Linked DNA regions of Zea mays: region 1 is linked to region 2. Evidence: chromatin contacts called from public Hi-C data. All regions are on one chromosome and are shown on one strand. The core of a region is the stretch at or near the end of the contact, and the rest is flanking DNA. Distances in the headings are between cores, read along the strand shown.

What was found. Hi-C and Micro-C count contacts between places; a contact is called where the count stands out from the background.
Region 1: a contact with region 2 is called in a Hi-C map of tassel, with 3 times the contacts expected there. The contact joins the promoter of LOC100381623 here to the promoter of LOC100284531 in region 2. A contact is called at or near these places in 3 of 25 Hi-C or Micro-C datasets (ear, leaf and tassel).

What each region holds. Positions count from the first base shown.
Region 1 is chr5:195,454,182-195,459,592 of Zm-B73-REFERENCE-NAM-5.0, reverse strand. LOC100381623 reads right to left here and starts at 2,363. Exons shown (of 9, transcript NM_001174440.1): 1 at 2,321-2,363; 2 at 2,080-2,211; 3 at 1,903-1,959; 4 at 890-995; 5 at 145-203; 6 at 1-53. The coding sequence starts at 2,329. It overlaps LOC100284299 (methylglutaconyl-CoA hydratase), which reads right to left. Exons shown (of 8, transcript NM_001157194.2): 4 at 5,208-5,298; 5 at 5,058-5,109; 6 at 4,610-4,713; 7 at 4,432-4,508; 8 at 3,685-4,248. The coding sequence ends at 4,072.
Region 2 is chr5:195,294,997-195,299,847 of Zm-B73-REFERENCE-NAM-5.0, reverse strand. LOC100284531 (blue copper protein) reads left to right here and starts at 3,429. Exons shown (of 2, transcript NM_001367333.1): 1 at 3,429-3,631; 2 at 3,764-4,405. The coding sequence starts at 3,463. The coding sequence ends at 4,233.

The DNA of each region.
Region 1 (5,411 bases), core at 1,114-3,613, 160 kb before region 2:
GCAATAGAATGTGCATCCTCCATCTCATCATCTTCCTCAAGGAAGGCAGCACGCTAATGGCAGCAAATATTCATACATGAGGTCAAAACAAAGTTGACCATGATGAGTACGGGAAAAATGAAGTTACAATATTTGAATATGAACCTGGACTGGATCCATATCAGCTGTTTGCTTATAGAACTTTCCAAAATAGGAACCCTCAACTGCAAATAAGAGAAGTACCTGTGAAGTCATGCTACAAGCAAGTCAAATGCAATTACATTCCAACTACTCCATTTAAGGTGCATGTTCAAGAAAGCATAAATAATTCACAATATACTGAGAGAAAAAGTGTGCATAGCTACTGGGACAAGTCACAATTCTTCAAAACTTACCTTCATGAAAATATGAACTATACATCAATAATATTATGCAAAAACCCTGACCAGGATACGAAAAAATTTCAATTTATGATGATAGATCATGGAAACATAAGGCGAAACAGACAAGGGGCTGAATAGAGAGAGTATCATTGTAGTTTTCGCCAAAATATGCTGATTGGCCAGTAACCATGCCCTCAGGTCTCGAGCCAAATTCACTTGATTAAGTCAAACTTTTTTAGTTTCAGTAGTGCCAAAGACAAGAGGATCCAGTGAAGCTTCATAAACCAAGCAAAGAATTTTCTCTGACGCCTGATATCATAAATAGTACTAACTTTTGGTAAATAGACCTGAAGGCCAACTAGGACTCAATACATTTGGGGAACCTAAATGACCTGGTACAGGAACAGGAGAAGTTTGGCCTTCTATATTAGGTCATATACCCATCGATCATCGTGACTCAAAACAGCAAGTCGTAAAGTGTAAGACAGTACACCATTAGCTCAATTGCAAATTTGAAGTTAAATTACCTAGCTTGATTTGAGATGTTGCATTTCCTATTGCATGAATAACACCAATTGTTCCACAAGCATTGCCAATAGTCTGCTTTGTAAAGTATACCTTCTTGCTCAAATCCTACACAAATTCAGGGATAAAAAACATAGATCCAACATTGAGTCAGGAATATTCTCAAGGTAAAAAAGAGATTCAAATAAATTGATATTTATTTGAATTGGGGACCGATATACATGTGAATTGATGTCCATTAAAAAATTATGTGCAACTCCAAAGAGTAAACAAAAAGCACAGGTATCTGTTTGCTTTCATACCATTAAATGGAAGGACAAGAAAATGGGAGCCAGATGTTAATAAACAGGTTCTTTGAAAAATGAAACAGATAGTTTACTGAATATTACATGAAAGTGAAGTAAGAACAAAAGTTGGATATCATAAAAAGTTAATACTGCATAGTATTACGAAATTGATACATAGAGCGTCTACCATTGTATTTGCCAAGTGAAAAGCTGTGATGTGCCACAGAAATTGGTGCATATCGTTTGTGGTGTGTAAGAAAATATTTCAAGCAAATTAACCATAGAAAATGAATATTGATAGTTTTTTTTGTAGCAATTCTGTAGAGACCAAAACGCTGAAGCAGTCACTGTAGAAGTGGAGTTTATTTGATGATCTAAAAATTGTAGGAATTCCTTGAGTATTGAGTATTTCATTAAGTAATATATACCACCACCACATAATACTCTTACTTGATTCAACTGGTAACAAAACCAGCGTGATAGTGTGGATAAGAGCATAAAATAGACAAGTGAAACATAACATGAACAATTCAATATCTTGTTACCTAGCTAATAGCTACAGTTGCTTTCATTTCCAATTTCTAGGCATCTATCACCTTACAAACGCAAGTGGATATCTACTCTATCCTACTTCAGGGCTCGAGCATCTTCAAAGTAGCCAAGGCGTTGTGTCCAAAACACTACAATCACAGGACATGAAAAAACATAAGTGGATAATACAACCACACCTTGCCCCCTGCGGTCGATTTGGCAGAAACACTTGATTCTTCTTTATTCTCCTCGTCCTGATCAGACGACGAATCCATCAATCCCCGCTTTGGCGTCACATAAACAAAAGCAAGCGAAGCACACCATTGGACACAGCATCCAATGGGATGGTCAAGACAACCAAAAGCGTTACTTACCAGGGAGGTGAACGGGTAGAGGAAGAGGACTGCGAGAACGGGATGGGGCACCAAGGCGATCAGCTCGTCGTCCAGGCCGTAGACGTCGCAGAACTGCACAGCCCTCTCGGAGACTCCCAGACCCCATATGAACTGCACAAACCCACTCCGCGGCAGCAATCAGCGAGAGCGGCGCACGATTCGGGAGGGAACAAAACCCTAGCAAGCGCCGCCGCCGTTAGGCGGAGGCGCGCGAGCTCACCTGGTTCATGACGTCCGGGTTGGCCTCCAGTGGGATCCACCGCTTCCCCATCTTCTCGGCGCGCGGCGGTGGCCGGTGGAAGAGGAGAGCGGAAGCGGGGCCTGTCGACTAGCGAAGGAACAGAGGCGGCGGTGAAAAGCGATCGGAATCGGGGGGTGAAAATGGAAAAGGCGCGAACGCAGGCTGAGTAGAGACTGGGCATTCATTTTTTTAAGATTCGGTTCGGAACCGATTTGCCATGCCGGCATGCCGCCCACGCGGCGCACGGCCTGGAAGCCTACCTGGGCGGTTGGGCCTGAACCTGAAGACAGTACGCACAGCAGTACTAGGCGGTTTTGTCTTCAAACTTGCAAGTTGCAACGATTTCTTTCGCTCATCCATTTGTTAAGAAAAAGCGCAACGATTTCTTTCGCTCATTCATTTGTTCAGAAAAAGCGCAAAAGTGATTACTGTACTTATGGCATGTAAAACTCTAAGACGATGGTTTGATTTTCTAAATATAAGAGATATTTAAGAGATTGCATGATACAACTCTGAGCCTCTAGACCATAAATACAGTTCAGAGACATTATATATGGAGAATCCTATATAGACCCCTCAAGGGACCTCACGTGGCGTACATGTCCTTATATGGTAACTTTATGTTAATCATACAAACTATTAGGTCATGTATAACCCAAATACTGGTTGGTTTTCAAGTACATTAGACAGCTAAGAAACTACATAAGAGCAACTCCAAGAGACTAGGTATATGATTTTGTAAAGGTAAATTTAGCTAATATTAAAAGAAAATTGTATCCAATAGACTCTGTAAACGACTCTTCAAATTTAGTGGCTCTCTATTTCTCCATCTTCGCTCTCCAATTTTAGATAGCCTGCTTCACTCTCTATTCAATCCGTAGGTTTACCGAGTCTGTTGGATTAGCCTACACTTTTTCTCTAGAATCTATTTTAGAGAGTAGCTAAATCAGTAAATTTAGCTAGTCTTTTTAGCTAATCTCTTGGAGTTGCTCTAATATATCAATCAAAACACAATATGTATTAAGAGTCGTGTAGAGACGGAGTCAGCGAAGAGCCTATCTCTTGATTTATTTCATTTATCCCTCTAGAAACTCCTAAAGAGACCACATATAACATATTAGGCCTTGTTAGCTTATAAGGAATGAAATCCTACCATGAATTTAATCTGGGGCTGTATTAGTTGAATCTATACCTCACACCCAATCTCATAGTAGGATTAAATCCATCATTTAATCTATGTATCTTTCAAAGTTAGTTATTCTTTTTTTTTTGATGCATGTATTCTAATATAAACTTGTGCAATATCTTCATAGATTTATTCCATTTCTAATGAGCTATGGATAGAATCAATGAGCTATGGATAGAATCAATGTGATTGTGCATGCCCTTAAACACTGTCTCGATGCTAATTTTAACAATCTCACAGCGGTATTTGGGCTTACTTTTATCAGTAATGATTATTGAGGTCCAACTCAAATCTCACATTCGTAAGGGAAATGGACTCCAATCAGCCCAGCTGTCTAATCTGTCTATCTTAAGTCTAAAGCCGCAGCCAAATTCACCTCGTTCAGAACACATAGGTAGCAGCGCTGATACATCTTATCTTATTTCCTGAAAGTTACAGAGAGACATGAATTTGCACATATCAATGTCATGCAATCATGCCACTATTATTGGATGGCATGTTAATGCGACTTTCTATTATTATGAATCTAAGACCATACACGGCCCTACTTCCCTTTATATATAGGCTTTCTTTTCTCGGCGAATGCGGCTAGACCCTCAAGACGATCCTCAGTGTGCAGGACTTGCTGGTAGCATTCTTCTTCAACGGCCAATGCTGAGGGCAAGTCTACCTCTGCCCCTTGATCGATGGCCTTCTTAGCCATTTTTACTGCTAACGGGCCCTGGCATAAAGAACCGAGCTCAGGATATTTACAATGACGGGGAAGTATCTAGCGACTAGCATGAATCAATTGAGGCAATGAAAACCGACAAATAAAGTATCTGCTGGGAATTCTCAGATGGCGAATAACTTTGCTGATTCTTCTGTCAAAATAAAGCATGTAGGCTGTTCAGCGGTTTCTTACTTTCTGGTTTATCTCCCGCGCAAGTTCAAGAGCCTTTTGATAAGCGTCGCCGGCAGGAACACAGTAGTTTACTACTCCTGCAATGTGAGCATACATGACCCTTCAAAGAATCGATAAAAGTTGCCCTTGAGGAAGAAGTCGTAACAGCAGGAAGCAGATCTCAGGACGTTAAACTGACCCATAGTTACAGCCTCCACCGCATCGAATCTACGACCAGTGAATATTAGTTCTTTTGCTCTTGACCTTCCAACAATCCTAGGAAGGCGCTGTGTTCCTCCAGCACTGTATATTGTATCAAATGGATGTCAAGGGCTGAAAATGTCATTTGAATCTAGACCTCCAAATAATTCACAAGGTAATTTCACCGTGATATGCCACTCAGATATAAAGATTGATACAACATCCTTTATGTTTCAATAAAGTCAGAATCAAGGCTGAAATTTTAAACATTGTTATGAAGGGTGGAATGCATGCACTAAGGCAAGGAAATTGTATAGCAGGAACAGGTTTGACTTGTAGTTATAAATAAATTCACATGGCTACTGCAGTTCCAGCTTTATTTGAGACAAAACATCATAAGTATGTATAAAGAACTTGCAAAGTAAAGAACAGGCTTGGTGACATACCCTGGGATAATAGCAAGGCCAGTCTCTGGCAAACTGAATTTTGCATCCTTGCCTTGAATCATTTTGAAAATAAAAATGATTCATTTGGTGAAAGAAACGAACCAAATCTATTCCCGTAAGCATAAGATTGATGCAGATTAAAATCACTACCACATATGCGAAGATCACATGACAGAGCCAATTCTAACCCGCCACCAAAAGCAACCCCTTCGACAACAGCAATTGTAGGAATAGACAGTGCCTGCTTAAACATGATACAAAAATTTACATCTATTGGAGAGTTTATGCAACACTTGTCAGTTAAAATGCAATTGAGAATGCATACGAAATGAACATTGGTCTGGATAGCTTTAT
Region 2 (4,851 bases), core at 2,180-4,679:
AGCGTCCACGCGGGTGAGGGAAGCGAGCGGCCCCAAGAGAGCGCCTGTCCCGTCCTCGGTCCCGCGCGGCCAACCCTCTCTAAGAAGGCCCTGGTCCTCCCTTTTATAGTCGTAAGGAGAGGATCCAGGTGTACAATGGGGGGTGTAGCAGAGTGCTACGTGTCTAGCGGAGAGAGAGCTAGCGCCCTAGGTACATGCCAATGTGGCAGCCGGAGAGGTCTTGGCACCTTGCTGGCGTGATGTCGTGGCTGTCGGAGGTGCGACGGAGCCTGGCGGAGGGACAGCTGTTAGAGCGGTCGAGCCCTTGCTGACGTCGCCCTGCTTCCGTAAGAGAGCTGGGGGCCGCCGTCGTCACAGAGCTTGTGGAGTGCCATCATTGCCCATCCGGCGGAGCTGGCCGGATGGGACGCCGGTCTTGTTCTCCGTAACCCGAGTCGATTCGGGGTAGGGCGATGATGGCGCTTCCTGTTGACGTGGCGGGCCTGTGCCCTAGGCAGGGTGACGTGGGGGCTCCTCCGAAGCCGAGGTTGAGTCTGTCTTCTGTTGCCGAGGCCGAGTCCGAGCCATGGGGTCGGGCGAGGCGGAGGTCGTTCGGCCGAGGCCAGGGCGGAGTCCGAGCCCTGGGGTCGGGCGAGGCGGAGTTTCGTCGTCTTCCGGGTCTTAGCCCGAGTCCGAGCCCTGGGGTCGGGCGGAGCGGAGTTCGCCGTCTTCCGGGTCTTAGCCCGAGTCCGAGCCCTGGGGTCGGGCGGAGCGGAGTTCGCCGTCTTCCGGGTCTTAGCCCGAGTCCGAGCCCTGGGGTCGGGCGGAGCGGAGTTCGCCGTCTTCCGGGTCTTAGCCCGAGTCCGAGCCCTGGGGTCGGGCGGAGCGGAGTTCGCCGTCTTCCGGGTCTTAGCCCGAGTCCGAGCCCTGGGGTCGGGCGGAGCGGAGTTTGCCGTCTTCCGGGTCTTAGCCCGAGTCCGAGCCCTGGGGTCGGGCGGAGCGGAGTTCGCCGTGGCGCCTTTGGCAAGGCATGACTGCCTGTCAGACTCACTCTGTCGAGTGGCACCGCAGTCGGAGTGGCGCAGGCGGCGCTGTCCTTCTGTCAGACTGGTCAGTGGAGCGGTGGAGTGACGGCGGTCATTTCGGCTCTGCCGGGGGGGCGCGTGTCAGGATAAAGGTGTCAGGCCACCTTTGCGTTAAATGCTCCTGCAACTTGGTCAGTCGGTGTGGCGATTTAGTCAGGGTTGCTTCTGAGCGAAGCCAAGGCCTCGGGCGAGCCGGTGATGTGTCCGCCGTAAAAAGGGGGGCCTCGGGCGAGACGGAAGTCTCTTCGAGGTCGGCTGCCCTTGGCCGAGGCTAGGCTCGGGTGAAGCGTGATCGAGTCACTCGTGTGGACTGATCCCTGACTTAATCGTACCCATCAGGCCTTTGCAGCTTTACGCTGATGGGGGTTACCAGCTGAGAATTAGGCGTCTTGAGGGTACCCCTAATTATGGTCCCCGACAAATTTGTAATCTGAATTCAAATTAAAATTAGGATTCCTCCTTCAACCTAAATGCATCACATCAAAATGTCAGCATGAGATGCATAGCTCATGTTTATCTCTTGATTTAATTTTGTCACTTTTAACATTACCTTTCATATGCTTAAATCAACAAAGGGCCATGTATATATAAAGAGCTTAGTCTTTTACTCTTATTATCTAGAATCTGGGTATTACAGGGACCTTGCACGTTCTCGATGTCTTCTTCACCAAGGTTCGGATGGTCGTCCACGACGTCGTTTGGGCCCCCGGAACGACCATCCGTTTCGAGAGTCTCGGCTTTGTCATCGACAAAGAGGGGGAAATGGTTAGGGCCCCGAAAACCTAGTCCCCCTCAATGAAGGGTTTGGCTGACATCGCTAGAGGCTTTGGAGGCCTCCAACTTAGCCCCCTCAAGATAACGACAGACGATGGTGCATGACTGGACCCGCCCGTGTCGAGTTCATATGAATGACTGACTCGTTCCACGACCTTCTCCTGCCAGGATCGGAATACGGACACGTCTCCTCATCCAGCGGAGCGAGTCATGATCTAGCTCAAGAGTGCTTCGTGGCTAGCACTCCAGAGGACCGCTCTCACTCACGGGAAGTCCCAAGGGAACCCTCACCAGCGTCATGATGGGCGCGACAACATCTGCCCCGCCTCGGCTCGATCTACCCTGCCAAAGGCTGTCGCTAGGACCGAGTCATTCTCAAAGTAGCCAGTACCTCGCGACTGACAAACAAGGGATGCCATGTCTGCGATCGTCCCATCCGCGATGAGGTGGTGGACGAACACGCACTACAACATCTAGTGTTCGTCGCCGCGTAATCAGGGATGAAAACGGGCCACAACGGTTCCTTCTCGCAAGCTAGAACATCGCGGTCATTGATTTCATACAAGAATACTCCTTCCGTCCACATGGTTTAGTTGTTTTTTGGTTTGTCCTAAATCAGTCACTATCAACTTTGACTGATTATACCGGATGTTTCATAAGATTTTACAACATAAAAGTAAAGCTATTAGGTTCATCATAATTTGAACTATCATAATATGTTATTCTTGTAGTTTAAAATAATTTAATGTTATATATATTGTTGGCTAAAGTTAAAATAGTTTAATTTAGAAAAAACTTAAAACGACTAAATCACGTGGATGGAGTGAGTACATTACTGGGTCTCAAAAAGAATATAATAGACATAAAGAGTTGTTTTCGGCTTTCTATCATGCACGGACAGCAGCTGCAGAAATGGCCCAGCAATCGCCTTCTAGCTCATCTGCTTGGCACTTTTTTGAGATAGAGAGATAAAACCTGCTTGACTATGGAAAGCTAATCAATCATCGATGTGGAATTAGAGTCAAAGTAGGTCCGCGCAAGGTACGAAGCAGATATCATGAGCATGGTTTGTTCAACGACTCAACCAAAACTTGCTGTCTACGTACGTGCATCCTTCGAGCTGTACCTTTCATGTAGTATGAGCCTGGTTCGGACTAGAGGTCGGAGACCTCAAGCGGCGGAACAAGTGCTTTCTGAGTTCTGACCAAGATAGCTCTCAGGCTATATATAATCAGGCGTTTAAGTGAAGCAAGCCGATGCCCACGAAACAGGCACACGAGGCATGAGCTAGGGTCACATGTTTCACGCAATGCTCGTCTACTGATCTCAGGCTTTGCGACTTCGCGTCAATGCTCAGCAGTGTTTTCGCCTCGCGGGTGTAGGCGTATATAGTTCAGATTTGTTGGTTTTGGTCCTGCATCACCATGAATTGTCCAGGGAATGAATCTGGGGGCGCCAGAGCAGCAGAGTTGGTGACGAGCATAACTGAACCAACTCCACCAAAACTTACCAAATCGCCTTTAGCTAGCACCTGCATCGCAACCCTATATATAACCACTGATCACTCCGAGTCACCGCACTCAGCGGTCCGTGTTCTTGATCGATTAAGCTGTCCTCAACCATCATGGCTGCCATTATGGCGGCAGGTCTGGTAGTACTGGCACTCCTCGCTGCCGTCGCCGCTCCGGCGCACGCCACGGACTACGTGGTGGGCGACTCGGCCGGGTGGGCCAGCGGCGTGGACTACGCCACCTGGGCGAGCGGCAAAACCTTCGCTGCTGGGGACAACCTAGGTGAGTCGTACGTCGTACTTCTAGTTTTAACTGTGGTCAAGGCTGTCTGTAAAGCGAGTACAAGCTCGACAAGCATATAGCCCACATGTCGTCGGCCGCTGACAAGGTGCACGCGTGCGCGCGTTCGTGCAGTGTTCCAGTACAGCGCGATGCACACGGTGGCGGAGGTGAGCTCCGCGGACTACAGCGCCTGCTCGGCCAGCAACTCCATCCAGTCCTACAGCGACCAGAACACCAAGGTCGCGCTTACGGCGCCCGGCACGCGCTACTTCATCTGCGGCGCCCCGGGTCACTGCGGCAACGGCATGAAGCTCGCCGTCACGGTCGCCGCCGCGGCCGCCACCACCACCCCGGAGACGTCCACGTCTACGCCCGCCGCAACGACGACGCCCACCACGACCAACGCTGACACGCCCAACGCTGACACGCCTCCGGAGACGTCCACGTCTACGCCCGCCGCAACGACGCCGCCCACCACGACCAAGTCCACGTCCACCTCGAGCACTAGCAGCACTGGTGCTGCCTGCGGTGGGGAGGCCCGGCTCGGTATGGGCATTTTGGCCGCGGCCGCGGGCCTCGCCGGGCTCGCCCTGATGGGCTAGGCTAGGCAAGAGGCAGTGCTGTTTCGGTTTTCCTTATGTCCCCTGCTTTTCCTGTTGGTTGCAGCCCTGTAGCCCATTGTGTTTACTGTCTACGCACCCTCCTCCATTCACGTTTATGCTCACGATGGCTTGTTCGAGGCTCCTGCTGAATACATGTACGATCATTCTTACTCAGCTGTTTGCCTCTCTCTTCCTTCTAGAGCTAGCTGGTAACGAATCAAAATGGAAGAAAAAAACTAATTAAATCTACGCAATCCAAATTCAATACCAAATAACAAAGGCCGGGTATGTCGACTGCAGCGGTGAGGACCTGTTTGGTTAGAAAGAGATTAAAGGGGAAATTACGATCACTCATTTCCTTCTGAATCATAGCACAACGATGTTTCAATGATGACCAATTATGATTTGACTCTAATATGTTTTATTTTTGTGAAAGTATTTCCATACTCTTTCCCAAAATATGCCATCTTTTATCTCTCCATGTAATAGAATATTTACTCACATTAAGATAGCCTAAAACCAACAGTGTGTCCTCTTGTTCACTGAAATTCTTGGATCGCCACCTTTTAGTTGCCTGTGAGCTCATTTCATTCACTACCGGTGAATCTGTCACCTTAT